Regions from separate parts of the Oryctolagus cuniculus genome. Here all the other regions are linked to region 3. A link is a contact called in public Hi-C data. All regions are on one chromosome and are shown on one strand. The core of a region is the stretch at or near the end of the contact, and the rest is flanking DNA. Distances in the headings are between cores, read along the strand shown. Region 1 has its middle 140 kb from the start of MEIS1. Region 2 holds the start of MEIS1 (Meis homeobox 1). Region 3 has its middle 210 kb from the start of SPRED2.

What was found. Hi-C and Micro-C count contacts between places; a contact is called where the count stands out from the background.
Region 1: a contact with region 3 is called in a Hi-C map of an unstated tissue, with 7 times the contacts expected there. The contact joins two enhancer-like sites. A contact is called at or near these places in 2 of 6 Hi-C or Micro-C datasets (ear pinna and an unstated tissue).
Region 2: a contact with region 3 is called in a Hi-C map of an unstated tissue, with 4 times the contacts expected there. The contact joins the promoter of MEIS1 here to the enhancer-like site in region 3. A contact is called at or near these places in 3 of 6 Hi-C or Micro-C datasets (ear pinna, skin fibroblasts and an unstated tissue).

Annotation. Positions count from the first base shown.
Region 1 is chr2:136,087,231-136,090,366 of mOryCun1.1, reverse strand. No RefSeq gene overlaps it. Among named protein-coding and RNA genes, the nearest start is that of MEIS1, 140 kb to the left of the region's middle. Within about 2 kb of position 1,871, at least 2 of the 8 cell types and tissues checked have an H3K27ac peak or open chromatin away from gene starts, as enhancers often do.
Region 2 is chr2:136,231,627-136,234,867 of mOryCun1.1, reverse strand. It overlaps MEIS1 (Meis homeobox 1), which reads left to right and starts at 1,639. Exons shown (of 12, transcript XM_051837800.2): 1 at 1,639-1,755.
Region 3 is chr2:137,082,773-137,086,239 of mOryCun1.1, reverse strand. No RefSeq gene overlaps it. Among named protein-coding and RNA genes, the nearest start is that of SPRED2, 210 kb to the left of the region's middle. Within about 2 kb of position 1,844, at least 1 of the 8 cell types and tissues checked has an H3K27ac peak or open chromatin away from gene starts, as enhancers often do.

The DNA of each region.
Region 1 (3,136 bases), core at 622-3,121, 1.0 Mb after region 3:
ACTCAATTGTACCTGCTTTTTATTTTTATTTGGGGAAGGGAGGTTGGGGGGTGGGGTGGGGGGGCTGGCCGGAGGAGACGACCTCTTAGCACGATTTAAACATTTTTTTAAAAAAATAAAAAATATTTTACCGTATCATATTTAATCAGCTGTAATTATAACACATTCAAAATGAATAATATGCCTTGACAGTATTTTTATTGTTATTGTTCATTGCATGATGTTCGACTGCTTTAGAAGCACAGGAAAGAGAAGTAAACGCGCTACAAATGGGGAATTACCCTCGTTTAGCATTAAAATTCATTTAGATAAAATTGCCACAAACATTTAAATGGGAAGATTAGTTCCCCCTCACGCCTTATTGCACTCGCTCAATGGTTCCGTTAAGAACATTTTACACGTTGGAAATTCCGTCTTCTCAGACGGCTTGCTGTTTCCTAGTTACCCACATTCAAAGCAAAGGCAGCAGCAAAGGCAGCCGCGGCAGCAGCAGGGAAAAAAAAAAAAAGTTTTGGCAACTGCTCGGCAATTCATCCGCGGGCCGCCCGGCTCCCCCCGCCCCCGCCGCCTTCCCCTCCATTATGTAATTTGCGGAGCCCTGTCCTCGAGGAAACAAGTTGCTTAGTGACATAGGATTTCTCCGTTACTGTTAAATTACAAAGAAATATCGGAAAGCCGGCGCTGCCGCCGCCTCTGCTCGGATCCGGGGCTGGGTCTGCAAGCGCTCAGTGTCCCCCGTCTGCGGAACCCCAGGCCACAAGGCGCATGATTGGACTTTCTCTCCTGCCAGGACTTTTCCCGGAAACTCGCCGCCGCTTCTGGCTCGTGCTGCACGGGAAACGTGTGCGAGAATGAGTTTGAAAAGTGCGTGCAGCGCCCGGTGTCTCCCTCCCCTCCCCCTGCCCGCCCTCCCCGCCCCCGCCCTGCGCAGCGCCGCCGAGGAGGAAAGTCAGCTTCGACTGCCACCTTTTGGGGATTTGGAAAAATGACTCGGTAGGACCCGCAGGGAGGCGGAGGCGGAGGCGCGCGGGGTGGGGGGAACCCCCTGATTATCCTGTGTCGGAACTGGCTCCCTTAATCTGATGCTTAAATATTTGATGTGGAAAAATTACCCATAAAATTAGTTACTAACAATTTCAAATTGAAATCACTTATCGAATTATAAACGCATTAAAGCTGTATGGATGGTATTAGAAGTTTCTCGGGAGGCGGCGGGTGTCTCCTTTGCAGGGAGCGGGGCCCACAGGGTTCGCCCCGGGGAGAGAGGCGCCCTCCGCCGAGCCCGGGGGGTGGGCTGGGCTGGGGGAGGGTAGCCCCGGGAGGGCGGCGCGGGGCCGGGTGTGCGGCTCCGGCTCGCTCGGCCCGCGGGGGCGGGGAGGTGGGCGGGCAACAGCGGCGGTGCGAGGCTGCGACCCCGGGGCCCAGGCGCCTACCGGGAAACTTCGCCCTGAAGTCCAAAGGCTCGGAGAAGGAAAACAAGCCCTCGCCACCCCTCTACCCCGCCCCGCGCGCGGCTCCCACGCGGCGCGCAGACTTGGCGAGCCGGGTTCCTGGCGTGGGCGGCGCCCTCCAGGTCCGCGGGCCGGAGGGAAGATGCCTGTAATCCCGGGCCGGGCCGGGCCGTGCGACTGCAGGGAGCATCCCGCGGGCAGCTGCGCGGAGCTCCGGCCCGGACGCAGCTACCTGGGTCCCGTAGTGCACAGGGTCCGGCCTGGGCCCAGAGCGTGGATCGACGAGACCCTGCCCTGGGCCCAGAGCACGGAGGGGCTGCTCAGGCGCCTGCAGTAGCCTCCCACGTCTTGCTCACTCCCGACCTGAAAGTCGAGCTGGGACGCGGTCGGTTTTGTGTCTGGACGCCGGAAAGGCCGGGGTCTGCACGGAAAGGTGTGGAGAGACACCTCCAAGGGGGTGTCTTTCCCTCGGAAGCGCTCGGGGTGCTTTGTGCTGGACTCTGCCACGTCTGTCCGGATTCCCGAGGCCCACGCAGGCCCTGGGAGCGTGCTCCTGAGAGCCTGGGCACCGGAGGGCACCTGGAGCTCGGGCAGGGCCCCTGGGGCGGGGGCGAGTGGGGGGAGCCGCAGCAGAGAGCTCTGGGCCTCTCCCGGGCGCTTTAGGCCCGAACTCCCTCGGCGCACTTGCAAAGCTCCGCTAACTTTCCCCTCCTTTGGGATCCCGGCAGCCCCTCGCGGAGCTCCGGGGTAGGCGTATTGCACGCCATAGGAGAACCTGGAACAGGATAGAGGGGGCGCTCCGCCTGGCCGGGCGTTCTCCCTGCACTCACTCCCTTCTCCGGTGACGCCGCGCACGCCTGGCTGCTCGGCGTCCCGAAGCCCTTAGGGTGGCCACGGTGCACCCTCTCCACGAGGCTGGGAATCCCAGGGCCCAGCAAGGGGCAGGGAGGGAGGGAGGGTGGGGGGCCGGGGCCCGAGCTGGGGGCTGCCGGAAGGGCGGGGGAGGTCCCCTTTCCGCGCGATCCGCCAGCCAGCGCGTCTGAAACATTCTCTCCCAAGGCGGAGCTGAAAGGAAAAACAAACAACATATTGAGCAATCAGTTCGCCAATGTTTGAGCTTTAAAGCGTCTTTGCCCTAAAAAATGATACCCCGGGGGTCTCGGTAGGGACGTAGGGGAACGTGTTGAGGGCCTTGGCCCCGGCTGGCCGCGTCCCCGGGTCGCCCCTCCGCGCGCTGCCTGCCGCCCTCCCGGCGCGCTCGACCCAGGACGGGGAAACCCTGCCGGTAAAGCCCCGGAGGGAAAGGATTTACTTTTAAGCCAGTCTCCCATCGATCGGGTCGGTAATTCTTACCCCTGCCCACTCGCAGACACACTCACCTCTACCCTAAAGCATTAAGTTCATTACGCGAGCAATGATCTTAATCTCCAGGCGGAAAATGAGTCCCGGGACCTCGCGGATTGGGGAAGCAGTGAATAAAGTCACCTGCTTCCCGCCCGCCGGTCCGCTCTTGAGGCGGGTCCCACCTTGTGGCAGGGCGCGCCGCGCGGGGGTCCCCAGCTCCAAGCCAAGGCGTGCCCGGCAGGGGTCAGGAGCCCTGTGTGCGCTCTCTCCGGGTTAGCGACCTCCTGGAAGGGGTGGGATTGTGCCGGCCCGCTCTCCCCCTCCCCTCCCATCTGCCTTTC
Region 2 (3,241 bases), core at 390-2,889, 850 kb after region 3:
TTAACAGGCTTTTGTTTATTCTGGGCTGGCAAATACACACACATTTTACCTTAAGAGGTGCCTCTTTAATTTCACAGGGCTTTGGAACTGACTCATCAGTGTGAAGTTTTGGGACAAAAGCCTAATTCAGGATATAGGCCTTCCCAAAGGCACGGCTCCTTATAGAACAGAAAGGTACAAGGGGAGTTTACCCCCAGAGGAGGCCAGCAGCCCAGAGGAGCTCCGCTGGCCTCAAATGCCTCCCTTGGGAGGGGAGAAACAGCAGAGACCAAGGGCCCAGAACGCCTCTTTTTAGTACTCCTTCTCTATCTGTGGAAGGTGCCCGAGGAGGTGAAGGAGGAGCAGAGAATGGAAGGGCCTTCACCAAGTCAAGATGCTGCAGAATAAAGTTCACTTGCCTAGAAAAGAAAGTGTACGATCCATGCTTAGGATAGGTGCTGTCACATAGCAAGCAGGAACGTCTCATCCGCTCTCACTGACACCTAGGACTTGGCCCTTCACTTATTCCTTTTAATAGATGATTCATTGTTACCCTGTTGAAGGAGGTATCCCTTTTTTTTTTTTTTTTTAACTTTTATGGCTCCTATGTTAAAACTCTAGACACCCTCCATGCAATTTCTCCCGGCAAGCCCCAACTGTAATAACTGTTTGCTAATTGTAAAATCCTTATCCAGAATGAGGTTTGGGCAAACAATTTGTACTACTGTAATTACATTGTAAAAGTGTTTCAGCCCCTTGATTGTCTAGAATTAATTGTACAAAGGCCTAGAAGTAGCATTGGGTTCACAGTTACAAATGGATAGTGGGGAAGAAGACACTTTTCACAACCAGTAAGTTTATTTTAAGCTCACAAACTCAAACTGTTCCATTCTGTAAGAAAAATCTGTGTGTACGACATTTAAAGAACATTTTTAAGGTGACCTGGCATACCATGGTTTGCACCCAAGTCTGCCTACTATTTTGAAGGCTCCGGTTGTTGGAAAAGAGTGATTTACTTGAATTTTTTTCGTTTTTAATCTCTGCTGAAAACAAAAGATATTATTTGCTGGAAAGCAATAACACGAAGCCAATCCTGTTGTTAAAAAAGTATATTCCGTATATTAACAAACTGCCCTTTTCCTAATGTGAAAACGTGGAGGGTTGAGCGGAGGGAACGCCCGGCCGGGTTACCTAAGTCTGCTGAGAACCCCTAAGGGCTGGTAAAGATCATGGTCGTCTAAGTGTATTTCGCAGTAAATTTCCCTCAGTTAAATTACACAATCTCCCTCGCAGTTCACATAAGGGCCGTGAGCGAAGCCGTGCCCACGTCAGGCTTTGGTTCGACGCCCTCCCCTGTCCCCCTCGGGTCCCCCTCCCGCTCCCAGGAGCGCGGGTGCGGAGACGGCGCGCACGGCCCCGCAGGCAGCCGTCGAAGGCGCTCAGGTGGTGGGGAAGGCCGGCGGGCTGCGGGCCGGCCCGGTCCTCTCCATACTTGGGAAAGGCTTGTGCTGCCTGGCCCAGCCAGCGCCACTCCCCAGGAAGAAGACAGAAATCGCCTCCCCGAGACCCTGAAATTGGCCTGAAATTTGCTTCCAAGTTCATGCCGCGAGGGTGGGGAGAGCAGGGGTCAGGCGTGGGCTCACAGGCGCCGGTCATCCACCTGGCTGCCCCTCACCCCCCGACCCCCAGGCTTTGACTCCGGGGCCTGCCTTCCCTTTCCGAGTGAGGCGTCGGGGAGTTTGTGCCAGGAAACTACACACGTATGCGACGTAAAAAGTAAGAGATCCTAAAACTTGAGTGTGCCAGACAAAAGAAGAAAAGGCGTGTGTCTGAGGGGGATGGGGGGGCGAGTCAAGAGATGAGGGATCCCGAGGACGTTTGGAACCGACGGAAAGCAGCCGTGGCTCTTCGGAGGAGAGAGCGGTTCTGGGTGGACCGCGCCAGCCCTGTCTTCCAGGCGCACACCGGGAGCGGACTGGGGCGGGGGGCTGGGGGAGGCTGCGGGGCTCGTCGGCTCGGCCTGCTGGAAACGCTGCCCTCTCGGGGCGGCTCAGCCGGCGCCGACCCGTGCGGAGGCTTTAGGAAGCCACAGGAATCGCCTCGGGGAGGCTCCGCGCGCGGCGGGGACCCGGTCGGGACCCCGGGTCCGACGCTCGCCCTGGTGCCCGCTGTCGCAAGCCCACTCCACGGAAACTCGGGTCGCATCTTCCCTGCTACTTGGCGCCTAAGAGTTGGCTGCTGCACACCTCCGAGCGCCTAACCTTTTCCAAACCGTCTCCGCCAGAACGGAGCCCCCTCGCTCTGGCTGAAAACTCTGCCCCCCACCCCTGCGCCCCTTTAGGGGCCAGGGCTGGGGCCGCGGCCCGGGCCGCAGGACGGGGGTGGGGGTGAGGGGCGCGTGCGCCCGCCGCTTCGAGGGAGTCAGCCTTTTGGCCACCTTCGGGGCGGGAATCGGGGCTGGCGGTTTGCATTCCCGGCAGATCGAAGCTCCCTGCTGATCGATTATTTGATAATTGATTTTCCCCGCAGCCAATGCGCGGCCGCCTGGGCGGGGGCGCCTCCTGATTGGCCGAGCCCTTCGCCACGGCTGCCCACCGAGATTTGGGTGAGTTCATTTTCCAGCCGACCGCAGGGGGAGTTTTCGGCGAGGCTTCGGCTGGGGGGTGGGGGCGGGGGTTCCTCTCGGAGCCGAGCGAGCTGCGAGCCCCGCTCGGGGATGGGAGGCTTCCCGGCGCCGGTCGAGCTGCTGCGGCCAAGCCCTCTCAGCAGACCGGAGCCCGGCGGGCAGCAAACTCGAAAATAACACCATTACATAGCACTGTAAAGGGCCACCTCAGAGTGCCACAATAAAGAGAAGGGGGGAAATGACTAAGCCCAGAGAATAGGTATTCGCAGGGGGAAAGTTAAAGCCAGAGGCGCCGAGCCTCCGAGTTTGGGTACCGGCAGCTTTTGTCTGCAAACCTCGGCTCCCGAAGTGGATCCTTTTCCTCAGGCACTGGGAGTTTTCGCCGAACCGAGTGTGTGGGGTGGGTGGTGGTGGGGGGACAGGAAAGTGTGGTCAGCAAAGGAGCAGGGCGTCGCCGGGGAGAGAGCTGGGGGCGCGGGGCCCCTCCAGGCCCGCGCGAGGCCGAGGCCGGAGCCCCTCGGCGCCTCGAAGACAAAGGCGGCGGCGGCCGCAGCCGGAGCCGAGCGCGCCGGCCCCGTCGCGCCGCGCCCGCAGCGGGTCTGAGGAAAAGCGGCCCTCCCCGCGGCGCCCGGGCCG
Region 3 (3,467 bases), core at 595-3,094:
CTCGCATTTGATTTATAAAGGAACGATTGTGCTTTGACTTAAATGAAAGTTCAAAGGAAAATGAATTCTAAATAAGAATAATTGAAGAGATTCAAGGTTCATTTGAGTTTATATTCATCAAGGCAATTGTCTCCAGAAATCCTCTTATTTAAAGCAACAGGACAGATCGTAACTTACAAACTTTGCCGTGATGACATCACTTATTCTATATATCATAATCAGAAACGTTAAGCCTCAGCAGTAATTTATCCAAAATGTATTGTTACAGAGTTATAAATGTCATTAAGTGGTAGACTTATGCCTCAGTGTCATGCAAGTTGAAGCTTGGATTTAAAAGAATTACCCCTAATGCAAGTATTCTATAAAAATATTCTCAGTCCTTTCTCTTCCCCAGAGCTGCCTCGTATTAAAAGTTCAGTTTCACTGTACACCTGTACTCCGCTCTGGGAAGTGCGACCTTTATTTCTCCTTCATGTTTTTAAAGTCACCTTCTTAATTCTGGTAGGACATAACTCAGACAACTGAAAATGTTAGGAGTGGATTTACAGTCCCTCTGGCTGCTCTCTGTCTGGGGTGGGGAGGAGAGTGGGGGTGGATAGAACCGTTCTTGCCATCAAGGGACGCTGAGAGAGACGAGGCGATTAATTGTAATGTGCCAAGTAGTTTTGATTATTCAGGGACTTGGGATGGAGTTTGTGGATAAGTCAGGCCCCCGCTTTCCTGTTTTGGCTGATTGCACTGCTCAGTGACCCCTCTGCTGGTCGGGGACAGCCATGCTCCTGTGGAGAGTCCCCAGAGGGACGGCAGCAGAAAGGCAGCCCCGTTGGAGCACTTGCTCTGTGTGGCACTCAGAAAGGATTTTTTTTTTTTGAAAAAACATGTTTCATTACTCTTCACAACAAATCTGCAAGGAGACTAGGCTCTTCCTATTTTAGAGATTTTGAAAATTCAGTATGATTCATCATTCAAATGTTTATTGACTATATTTTATGTGTTAGTTTTTGGGATGAAAGAGAATGAGAGACATGGTCCTGGCCCTCTCTGAGCTTACAATGCAGAAAGGAAAAAAAAAAAGAGAAATCATTTTACATATAAAGCGACAAATGGTGATGTGTCAAGAGTGGAAGTCATAAAGGACGCATAAACAGGGGTCTCGATCTAGCTGGCGGGCTCAGAGACGGCATCCCCGAGGCTGGAACCTTTGAGCCGAGGATTAGAGAACAGAGTGAAAGTTTGTCCTTCAGCAGCAGAGCAGGGATTCAAACTCAGGTCTGCCCCGTGCAGGCTCATCGAGGCCTGATTCATTGCACTCTTCTGCACCATCACAACTTCGCACTGAAGTCGGCCCCACTCCTCCCCTAGACTCCGTGCCCGCGGAAGTTGGCGACGGGGGACTGGAGGCTGCAAAGGCCCCTGGGCAAGTAAACTGGCAGCAGCAGCAGTCCGTGCTTTCGGTGCCGCCTCGTCATTTTCCTCGGTGTTCCGCCTGGATCAGATGGGGGCAGAACGTCCCTCTGGCACTGCTTCGGATGAGTGCAGAGGCCAATTCTTAACGCTGCGATGAGCTTGGTTAGTGGCAAGCCCAAGCCAGAGTTCAGAATCATTGCCTGCGCCTCTGTAAAGTCCCCCAGATCCTGCCTCTTTGTCTGCTCCCTTTGCTCAACCCTCCTCTGCCGCTCTAGAGCCATCTTGGAGCTTGGCTACTTGCCTGAAAACCTCTCTGACCTGCCAGTGAGCTGACGCGGGGAGCCGTGTTAGCAGCTGTGGGAGTGTGCTGGAGTCCGACCAGAACATTCCTCGCTCGTGCTTGCACCCGCTCCGTGTCTGAGAAGGAGAAGCCCCATTGGACACGGGGGCCACCCCAGAGATGCAGCCTTCCAGCTGGGCACAGGGACAGGAGGGACTGAGAACGCAGACGAGAAGTTGGGAAAGTGGACCGTCTGCTTTATCGCGTCCCATGTTCATTTCCCCCCATCTGCCTGATGGTAGACGGGGAAGTGGTTCGTTAAAAATACGGAGACCTGGGATGATTCTTCAGAAAACAAACAGCAAACACAAACAAGAAAACCAGCGGGAAAAAAAAAGTCTTTGTCCTTGAGTCGTGAGTGGGTGATTTACTGTTTGAAGTTAAGCGGCACTGCCTTCCCGCTTCAGTGCTGCTGTTAAAATGCCCAGAGAAGGACGCTCTAAGTCGTAGCCCCCTGGATGTGAATGAATTTATCAATTTCTTTCTCTGTACCTGATGAAAGAGCAGTGGCAGGCGGTAGCTGGAGGTATCCTGGGGAGCAGGTAGCTGAAGGGGGGGGGGGGTTGGATGTGGGAGTAGCTACTTTTCTGTAGTCTAACTCCCCAGCTTCCTTACTGAAAAGAGCAACCATGTGTTATGGTCACTAGGGGGCAGAAGTAGGCCAGCAAATAGCCCTTGGTACTTGTTATCAATTCTGAAAACCGAAGTTGGCAAATATGCATTATTAGTGTTCTCTTTTTCTTAGAAATCTGGAGTCTCTTTGAGATGGTGTGAGCAGGAGGGCTAGGCCACGGGAGTATAACAAGGGAAATACTCAGGAAATAAGAGCAGATACCCTCCGGATTGTACCAACAGGTTTTGATACTATTCTACTGCTTTTATTAAGAAAATTTATAGAAAATTCCTCTGTGCAAAAATTCAAATGAGAATATTAGAAACCAAACTGACCTGTCAAATGCATAGTGGTATCCTTGAATTCACAAAAGGAGGGAGGCTTACATGCAGATCGGTTTTTCTGGTTATAGAGCACAAGCTAGTTTGAGGGTTGGTGGAAAAAAAAAATTCCCATCCCAGTCAAACCAGTGCTGAGCTATTACAAGGGGTTCTGCTGTTACAGAGGAAGTACCAGGGCACCCTGGAGGCTCCAGGCGTTTAGCTCGGTCTGGGCAGTCAAACTTTGCTGTGGTCTTGACGCCATTTTGTAAAGTCATAATTGTTTAGGGAAAGAGATCCTGAATGTCTCAGAGTGTTCACAGTTAAAGAGTAGCTGGTCCTTTGAGGAAAATTATGCTGACACCTGTGTATGTGCGTGCATATAATTCCTCATAGAATCCTAGATTATGATCTGCAGACTGCCATCCTTTCTGAGAATGTATAAGAATTTCACTATGTGGCCGGCGCCGTGGCTCACTTGGTTAATCCTCGGCCTGCGGCGCTGGCATCCAATATGGGCACCGGCTTCTAGTCCTGGTTGCTCCTCTTCCAGTCCAGCTCTCTGCTGTGGCCAGGGAAGGCAGTGGAGGATGGCCCAAGTGCTTGGGCCCTGCACCCGCATGGGAGACCAGGAAGAAGCACCTGGCTCCTGGCTTTGGATCGGCGCAGTGCCAGCTGTGGGGGCCATTTGGGGAGTGAACCAACAGAAGGAAGACCTTTCTCTCTGTCTCACTCACTGTCTAACTCTGCCCCTCAAATAAAAAAAAAAAAGGAATTTCACTGGAAG